3 separate regions of the Mus musculus genome follow, and all the other regions are linked to region 2. A link is a contact called in public Hi-C and HiChIP or PLAC-seq data. All regions are on one chromosome and are shown on one strand. The core of a region is the stretch at or near the end of the contact, and the rest is flanking DNA. Distances in the headings are between cores, read along the strand shown. Region 1 overlaps Prkch (protein kinase C, eta). Region 2 has its middle 4.9 kb from the start of Gm8075. Region 3 has its middle 24 kb from the start of Hif1a.

Region 1 (2,700 bases), core at 119-2,618, 64 kb before region 2:
GCATACAGGGCACATATAGCAAGCAGCACAGGAACCTTTTTCTATCATGCTCCATAAACTGTATTAAAGGAGAATTCAGCCATCTCTTAACATTTCAACTGCAAACCACTCAGCCCTATGTTACACACTTGCTTTGATGTCTCTAACCAAGTATGGAATGTATTTGTGATTTATTGGGTAAAGAGGAATTACAGCAATTTAGATCCTGATGCCTGCTGACCAAGTTTCACTCAAACACCGAGTATATCTCAACACCCATTCTACCATGTGAGAGCCTGATTGTATCAAGTCTTTTGCAGCCCTTGGCAGACTGCAATCAGTGTTCACTCCTAAAGGGCTGTTACTTCACTGCCCCATTTTCCAGATGTGAACCAGCCTACAGAGGCCAACAGTCAGACCTGGCATGCTGACTTCTCTTACACTCACAGAGTATGGTATTAAATTTTGACCTTTCCTGAAAATCACCTTTGATATCTCTTCAGAAAAACTTGCTTCTGCCTTGTTTGTCTTTTTTTTTTTTTTTTTTAGCTCATAAGACTGTGGACATCTGTCCCAGGACAAGCACTCTAACAGAGCTTGCTATTCCCAACTCGTTCTTAAACTTACAGTTCAGTGAGGTTAACTCTATCCCTATAGGGACGGTTCTGTTAAACTAGACCCTGAATACAGCAGCTGACTCTCTGTGAAGATAAACTTCTCACACATTGCTTACCTCTTTTCTCAAGAGCAGGATCAGGGGTATTGGGGCCTGGTTGGTTCAGATACTTATGTGGTCTGAACTTAGTTGGGTGTGGCTTTGCTTAGCAAACCCTTGGTGAGATCACTCTGAGGAACGTTGCTTCCTTGGCTAGAGATTCACTAGGAATTTGCTTGCAAATCAGTTCTGTGTTGGATCTATGGCAGATGTTTCATGCCTGAGTCATTCTGCTCTGCAGTTCTCCCCTTCTGGAAAACTGGGTCAATGTCTCTGGTTCCCATCTCCCCGGCCTCCCTTTCTCCTCGCCATCTTTTATGAGCCAACTTGCGAACTCCCCAGATAATCTCTCATTTGAGCCCGGAGTTTTGTAGTCTTACCTCACCTGTTTTAGGCTGCATTTCCATATTTGCATTTTTCCTCTGTGTTCAATCAGAAGAATCTCTTTGAAGAAAGGTGAGAGTCAAACTCAGTAGCCCTGTTAATTAACACTTTCTCTTCCAATGGCATCATTCTTTCCACTGAGAAGCAGTTTCGTTCCTTCTTCACTTGCTACACAGCAAGGATGGCCACCTGTTGCCATCTGTCATTCAGAAAGGACCAGACACAGAGGTGCTCAGAGTGTGAGTAACTTCCATGGGAAATTTTGGCTCTGAGCTCTCCCCAGAACTTTTTAGTCATAAGCCTGACTCCCTTCTTGCCCGACTTTGCTCATTCAGAGACTACTCCTCCATTGTCACCAGACAGTGACCAACGTTCCGTATTCTTTTTCCAAAAATGTATGGAGAACTCACGGTTTCCAGCTAAGTGGACTTACCTGACATACTGCCTCTACTCAGTCTCCCCTTTCCCACAAGAAAACACTTGGCCTTTTCACTTCCCCTGAGCAACCCTTAGAGACCACTTTGTGTTCAGTAACCATCGTCTCATAGCCAAGGACAGACGTAAGGTTGAACAAAACCAATAATATTCCCTGGTGGAGGACACAGTACAGTGATGGAGGCAGTTGTCAATCAAGTCTGTCCAATGCCGGGATGCAGGGAAATGCAGTGTCCTGGTTGAGAATTTCCCCAGGGCGAAGGGTCTGGCTAGGGAGAGATGGAAGATCTTCTTAGGAAGTAACTCTTAGGCTCACGTCACTAGTGAGGAAGAAGAAAAGTATCTTTTAGGCTGAAAGAACAGCAACTGTAGATGCCCAGTATCAGGAAGAGTGGTGAGTTCTAAGGCTTTTAAGGGATGTGTAGTTGGAACCAGTGAGGCATATTTTCTCACAGTTAGCACTCCATTATCCCAGAGTCATCTGATGACTTTAAAATTTTATTAGACGTACCTCATAAATAGTTTATTTAAGAGTTAGGTAAGCTGGTCATGTTGCCAATCCCTGGAGGAACCAACCAGTCACTGTGTGTTTCTTGCATCCAGGACACCCAACAATAGGATTTTTACACCCCAAAGATTACCTAAGGCCAGCTTTGTTTTTACAGGTGAGGAAACTCAGGTCTCAAACATGCAACCAGCAAATTGCTTCACACAGCAGAGGCTCTGTCAGGATGGGTTGTCTGCAGTTTGTAGTCCCATGTCCAGAAACTGAAAATAGGATTAATTTTTAACTTCCTGCTCATTGATGAGTTAATCAGGTGTTCTGAGGCATCCATTGGGGCTCCATTTCATCAAGGGAAAATCTAGTCACAGCAAGAGCAGGTCAGGAACACAGTGTGCCACGCACCGTGTGAGAAGGGTTAGCTCTGCAATGAGTGTGGTAGGGTCCTCTCCTTGGTGGCTTTGTCTGTAGGATGAGATAGACAATCCACAGACCACTAATAGCAGGTAGAGCCCAAAACTGGAGCATGCCCAGTATGTCAGTTCCATTTCATATTACACTCTCAAAATACCTCACAAAAAGAACTCAGAGAGGGGAAGAATTTGTCTAGTTCATGGTTAGCTTTTGACCGTCATGGTGGAGGAGGCACGATGGAATTCATGGCAGCTTCATCTGGGTGGTGGTA
Region 2 (2,700 bases), core at 175-2,674:
ATTCTTTTAGCATGACTAAGGAATTAATTTTATAAGTAGGGTGTTTTTTAGAAGTTTCATTTCTTTTTTTAAAAAAAAAAAGTGTGTGTGTGTGTATACCATATCTCCCTCGGGTGTAAAAGTCAGAGGGCATCTTTCAGGGATCTGTTGTCTCCTTATACCATGTGGACAACAGTATCGAACTCAGGTCTTCAGGATTGAAAACAAGCACCTTTACCCAATGAGTCTTCTTGACATCTCCCAAAGTAGGGCCTCTTAGCTTAGGATTTCTCTGGCTGAAGATACCAAAAGCATCAATCAAGGACAGGAGAGGGAGGGAGGGAAAGAAGGAGAGGGAGAGAGAGAGGAGAAAGAGAGATGAAAGAGGTCATTTTCCACTTTATAGTAGAGTAGTGTAGAGTCCAAGTAATGTGTCTAAGAGCAGGCCCCTATCTCTTGCTTTATTCCCAGAATCCTCCACTCCCATTAGCTTTTTATTTTGCTAGGAAATAATAATGTACCTAGAACCAGGAACTGTGGTGTAGCCTACTTGTCTAGCATGAACAAAGACCTTGGGTTCGATCCCTAGCACTGTATAAAACTGGCTGTTAAAATGCATGCCTAGAATCCCAGCCCTGCAGGAGTGGAGGCAGGATGGTCAGAAGTTCAAGAGCATCTTTGACCACATAGTCAGCTCAAGGCTAACCTGGGCTACTTGAGACCATGTCTCAAAAACAAAAGCATCTTAGAACTGCTTTTATGAGTCTGTTTTTTTTTTTCAATGTTCATTTTTTATGGGGTAGGGCATCATTGAACGGGAAAAATCTGGCATTTGTCCTTGCTCCCCTGCACATTTCTCACTGTCTTCCATGAGGTTTTCCATTCTAAATGAAAACCACTATCCTACAGAGACAGCATACTCTCTGCACGGAGACACACAGATACCTAGATAAAACACAGGCACTTCCAAACCAGTGCCATAGCTCCGAGAAGGTCAGGTATAGGTCACAGCAGCTTTCTGTGTCAGTCAAGAGTCAAGGCAGAGTAGGAACATAAAAAGCATCTTAGTGACACGTGGGGCTTGCTCCTTTCTCAGCCAACCCTCCTGTTAGGGGAATCTGCGAAAGCCTGTGTTTCCCAGCTGACTTAATGCCACATACCGCTTCCTTATGACTCTTGTGGCCTGCCCAACAACCCCCTGGCCCTGGCTGATGACATGCAGAGGCTCAGAAAGAGATGAACTCCTGCTTCCAAGAGGGATCTAAAGGCATGCTGGGAACATTGTGTCTGGAATCCTGTGCTCAGCTGCTCAGGAATGCTGGTTTGGGCAACTTTCTGGTTTGACTTACAGGAAGGGCCGATGGGGACCAGCAGGAATGTTGTAACAGCTCACATCACCTTGGAAAAATACTCTTCAGTGCAGCCCGGCATTGTAAGTCCAGGAAGCAGCTGCTGATGAATCAGCAGCCTCCTCTTTCTTGTGGCTTCAGGAAGTGTGTCCACCGCCTCACCCATCTCCTCTCCAGGGAGAGTTCCCTGTGCCAGCCACGTACAGGCTTTACTGGAAGGGATGCAGAGAGGACTCCTTGCAGATATTCTAAGTACACAAGGGAGTAGATAAGGGCTGGGGAGGAGGGGCCTCTAGGCCCCAGGCTCTACCTGGGGCTCTTGGAAATATTTTCCAGCTTTTAGTATAGAAAATCATGTGGCTGGTAACTCTCTTGTCTGGAGTTCAAAACAGTAAAAGTAGGTGGAAATCTCCACGGATGGGACGGCAACGTCGGCGCTTGGTTCACTGCGACTCCACCCTGTACCTGCAGAGCCAGAAAGATCTGAGGAGCTTGTAGGTTAATCTCGTGATGAGGCAGCCGTTTGTGCTCCCCTGGAACTGCTGGTCTGCTCTACCTGTCCTGCTGCAGTCTGAACAGGGGACATAAAGACAAAGAGTGCGAGCTGAGGGACTGACTCTGACTTCCTCATAATGCCAACTCCAAAGAAGTCCCTGCAAGCGCTAACTTTGGCCTCGGTTATGGGCCAGAGCCCACGTTTTATATATGTTATGAGGAAACATCTAAGAAGTCCAAGGTCTGAGGAGAGAGATGGAACAAACCTCGGAGGCTTAAAAGTTTTTCAGACTGCTCCCCTCATAGAGTAGGAAGCAAAGAGCCCATGAGGCAAGTGACTTGGCAGGGGTGCATGCGCAGAGACGATGCCGCTGCCTTCCCGAGTCTCCCTCTGATTTCCTGGCTCAGCTCGTGGAGCTTAGGAGAAAGTCGGGATTCTGTCAAGTCCACAGCCTGACTGGGAGAGGGGGTTTCTCAAACCTTAGATGCCAACCCAATTGCTTGGCGGGGTAGGCAAGCACAGATTTGAGGAGACAGAGAACCCCTGAAAAGACGACACCAGTGTCTCCTTAACCAGCTGTTCTCAACCTGTGGATTGTGACCCCTTTGGGGTCGACCGATCCTTTTGCAGGGGTCACCTAAGACCACCAGAAAACACAGATATTATGATTCTTAAGAGTAGCAAAATGACAGATATGAAGTATCAGTAAAGATACTTTTATGGCTGGGGCTCATCACGGCAGGAGGAACTGTATTAAAGGGTCACAGAGTTAGGAAGGTTGAGAACCACTGCCCTTAACCTTTTCCTCTCCCCAGCCTGCCTGTGCTCACTACACATCCTCATCCACTTTTGGTTGTTGAGATGTGGCCCACCCGG
Region 3 (2,700 bases), core at 29-2,528, 93 kb after region 2:
TCTCTACACCATCCCTCTGTCACCCCTCCCTAGTTACTCTGTCCTCTATATCAAGAACGATCTCGGTTTGTGAAATATTCCTCTCCCTTGGACTCCTTTCATGTCCACTTTTCCTACATTTTGTGCCAAAATATCTCATTACAAGTGTTTGAATATTTGCTTTAAAAGTCATTTGCTGGTGGCTCATTGTGTGCATGCAGAAGTGAAAACCTGGAGTGGGTCCAAGTGGCTTTCAGTGGGAGATTAGCTAAATAAATTATGTTGGCTTTATGAAATGGAATACCTTAATACAACCATGCAACACACATCTGCTTCTTGTCATGAAGACTATTTGTGGCACTTTTTTTTTTTTTACTTTTAAAAAGTAGATTACAGGAGGCTGGAGAGATGGTTCAGCAGTTGAGAGCACTGGCTGCTCTTCCAGAGGACCCAGAGGACATAGGTTCAATTCCCAGCACCACCATAACAGTTCATAGCTGTCTGTAACTCCCAGTTCAGGCAATCTGACACCATCACATAGACGTGTCATACAGTCAAAACAACGATGTACATAAAATCAAAATAAATATTTTTTTAAAAATGTGTTATATACAGTATGTCTAATACAAATGCCCTTTTAAGTATATATTTTTTTACAGAAATTAAGAAGGATTTGTTCCAACTCACCAGGAAGGATAGCCTCCACAGAGTGAAGCTAGCAATTCCTTAATTTAATTCCTCTTTCCTTTCATGTCTGTTTTTAGTTTGTTGACAGATCATGTAGGCTCACATTGTAAGAAGAGCATTTCTAAAATATAGCAATATGTGTCCCTGATACTCAAAGTAGGGTCTCGGGGACATACTTTTCTCTACTCTCTCATGACTGCCCCCACTTTCTGAAGTAGGAAACAGAAGAAAATCTCAGTCATGAGAGGACAGGAGATACACAGCAGCTTCGTTGGCTTCTTTTAGTCCCTCTCCACCACAGAGTCTGTGCCTAACACATATGCAGCCCTTGGAGACCACTGTGACTCCTTCCCTGGTGACAAATCGAAACACATCATCTATTATCTCCCGGGGTCACACACCTGACTCTGCTCTGGGCCACGGCCAGCATCTACACTTCACTGTGCCCTGTCCCCACTGCCTGATTTATTCAACCACAGCCCAGATGGCAATATAGGTCCCAGTTTAGGCTATCACAGAAGATCATGGCCAGGGCAATTCATTGTATACCCAGGACAAGGGTATTCAGGGTGATGGTTAACCCGTTTAAACAAACATACCAGCTACAGTTCACTTCGTAAGGTCCTCCACGTGTGAAGTTGTATAAACAAGTGTGGTAACTTCTCATTATTCTTATCTGCTCAGTAAATGACTTAACAACCAAGGAGACTTATTGCTGTTCATTTGTTTTTACTTATAACAACCTCGGAGGTAATAAAACTGCACATGTTAATGAGTATTCAATGATTCAGACCAGGCACTCCTAACATTGATTAAGCTCAGTTTTACAACTAAAAATGTATCCACCAATCAATGACGCCTAAAAACAGTGCACGGGGTTTATACATTGACTTCTGGATAAACAGTATTGATCACCTACCATGTGCCAAGTGCTAAGTGAACTCTGATGAAATGGGTAGGGAAGACTGTTTACATACTCCAAGGCCTCTCCAGCTGTTGGAGGCTACAGACAATAGAAGACATTGTCCTGGGAAGAAGTAAGCATTGTGACCGTAGCAACTCCTGCTCTCTGCGGATTGATAACTCTCAGCTCCTAACTTTCTTCCCATTCTCAGCTAATTTCAGAATAATTCCACTTTCCATGTTCCTCAGTAAAACAGGAGAAACTCCGAGTATTTAAAACAGCGTTTATAGCCTGGAGAGATACCTTACCTGGTAAAGAGCCCGTTGTGAAAACTTGAAAACCTGAGATTAGGTCCCCAGAACACATATTACAAAGCTGGGCATAGTGGTGCATGCCGGTAATCTCCACAATGGGAAAGTGGAGAGCCTGGAGTTCCTTGGACATGGAGGCTAGCTGAACTGCTGGACTCTCAGTGAGAGACCCTATCTCAAAAAATAAGAGAGAGGACGATCAAGGAAGATATCCAACTGGGACCTCTGGCCTCCACATGCAGGGGCATATACACACATGTCCACGCACACACACACACACACACACACACACACACACACACACACACACACACACACACTTAATACACAGTATAAAATAATATGGCAAAACCAAGGCGTCAAATGATGCACAAGGGAGAGAAGAGCTAAAAGTCTAAACAGGAATTAACAAGGAGCCCTCACTCCATCCCCAGCAGGAAGTCAGCAACACCCCAAGAGTGCAGGGACAGAAAAGCAGAGTCCCTGTCCCTAGACCACAAGAGCAGGAGTTCCTGGAGGAGCCTAAAGGAAGACCGACCGCTGGGAGAGAGCTGGGGCGAGTGGCAGAAGAGCATGCAGAGCTCCAGACGATGCCCGAGGTACAAAGGGAGGAGTTGTGTAGGTTTTCCCGTCCTTCTGTCCTCTGATCCCTTGCCAGGACACCTCACTGCCAACTGACATGAGAACTTGAGAATTGGAGCTAGGAAGTGATTCCCGGTGACACCTACGAGGAGCAGAGAAAAAAACAGGAAAGATCGTCTGCGTCCAAGCCGGCCGCGCCATTACCAGCCTCGCTCTCACCGCACACATTCATAACTG

What was found. Hi-C and Micro-C count contacts between places; a contact is called where the count stands out from the background. HiChIP or PLAC-seq counts read pairs in DNA pulled down with a chosen protein or histone mark.
Region 1: a Hi-C map of myocytes shows a contact between it and region 2, with 2.3 times the contacts expected there. The contact joins two enhancer-like sites. A contact is called at or near these places in 1 of 39 promoter capture datasets (the 3T3-L1 cell line), 30 of 484 Hi-C or Micro-C datasets (the C2C12 cell line, the G1E-ER4 cell line, MC3T3-E1-derived osteoblasts and 23 more) and 6 of 115 datasets of contacts at active chromatin or transcription factors (CD8 T cells, the HPC-7 cell line, embryonic fibroblasts and 3 more).
Region 3: a contact with region 2 is called in an HNF4G HiChIP or PLAC-seq map of pancreatic cancer cells. The contact joins two enhancer-like sites. A contact is called at or near these places in 2 of 39 promoter capture datasets (neutrophils and second pharyngeal arch cranial neural crest), 14 of 484 Hi-C or Micro-C datasets (the C2C12 cell line, the HPC-7 cell line, bone marrow-derived dendritic cells and 10 more), 4 of 115 datasets of contacts at active chromatin or transcription factors (CD8 T cells, bone marrow-derived dendritic cells, fibro-adipogenic progenitors and 1 more) and 3 of 9 other capture datasets (adipose tissue, liver and pancreatic islet).

What each region holds. Positions count from the first base shown.
Region 1 is chr12:73,725,138-73,727,837 of GRCm38.p6, forward strand. All of the region lies in intron 10 of Prkch (protein kinase C, eta), which reads left to right. Among named protein-coding and RNA genes, the nearest start is that of Gm34189, 56 kb to the right of the region's middle. Within about 2 kb of position 1,369, at least 37 of the 459 cell types and tissues checked have an H3K27ac peak or open chromatin away from gene starts, as enhancers often do. A contact at or near this core is called in the C2C12 cell line, adipose-derived mesenchymal stem cells, granulosa cells and 1 more, where this site is marked.
Region 2 is chr12:73,789,442-73,792,141 of GRCm38.p6, forward strand. No RefSeq gene overlaps it. Among named protein-coding and RNA genes, the nearest start is that of Gm8075, 4.9 kb to the right of the region's middle. Within about 2 kb of position 1,425, at least 107 of the 459 cell types and tissues checked have an H3K27ac peak or open chromatin away from gene starts, as enhancers often do. A contact at or near this core is called in the C2C12 cell line, adipose-derived mesenchymal stem cells, granulosa cells and 2 more, where this site is marked.
Region 3 is chr12:73,882,658-73,885,357 of GRCm38.p6, forward strand. No RefSeq gene overlaps it. Among named protein-coding and RNA genes, the nearest start is that of Hif1a, 24 kb to the right of the region's middle. Within about 2 kb of position 1,279, at least 25 of the 459 cell types and tissues checked have an H3K27ac peak or open chromatin away from gene starts, as enhancers often do. A contact at or near this core is called in pancreatic cancer cells, where this site is marked.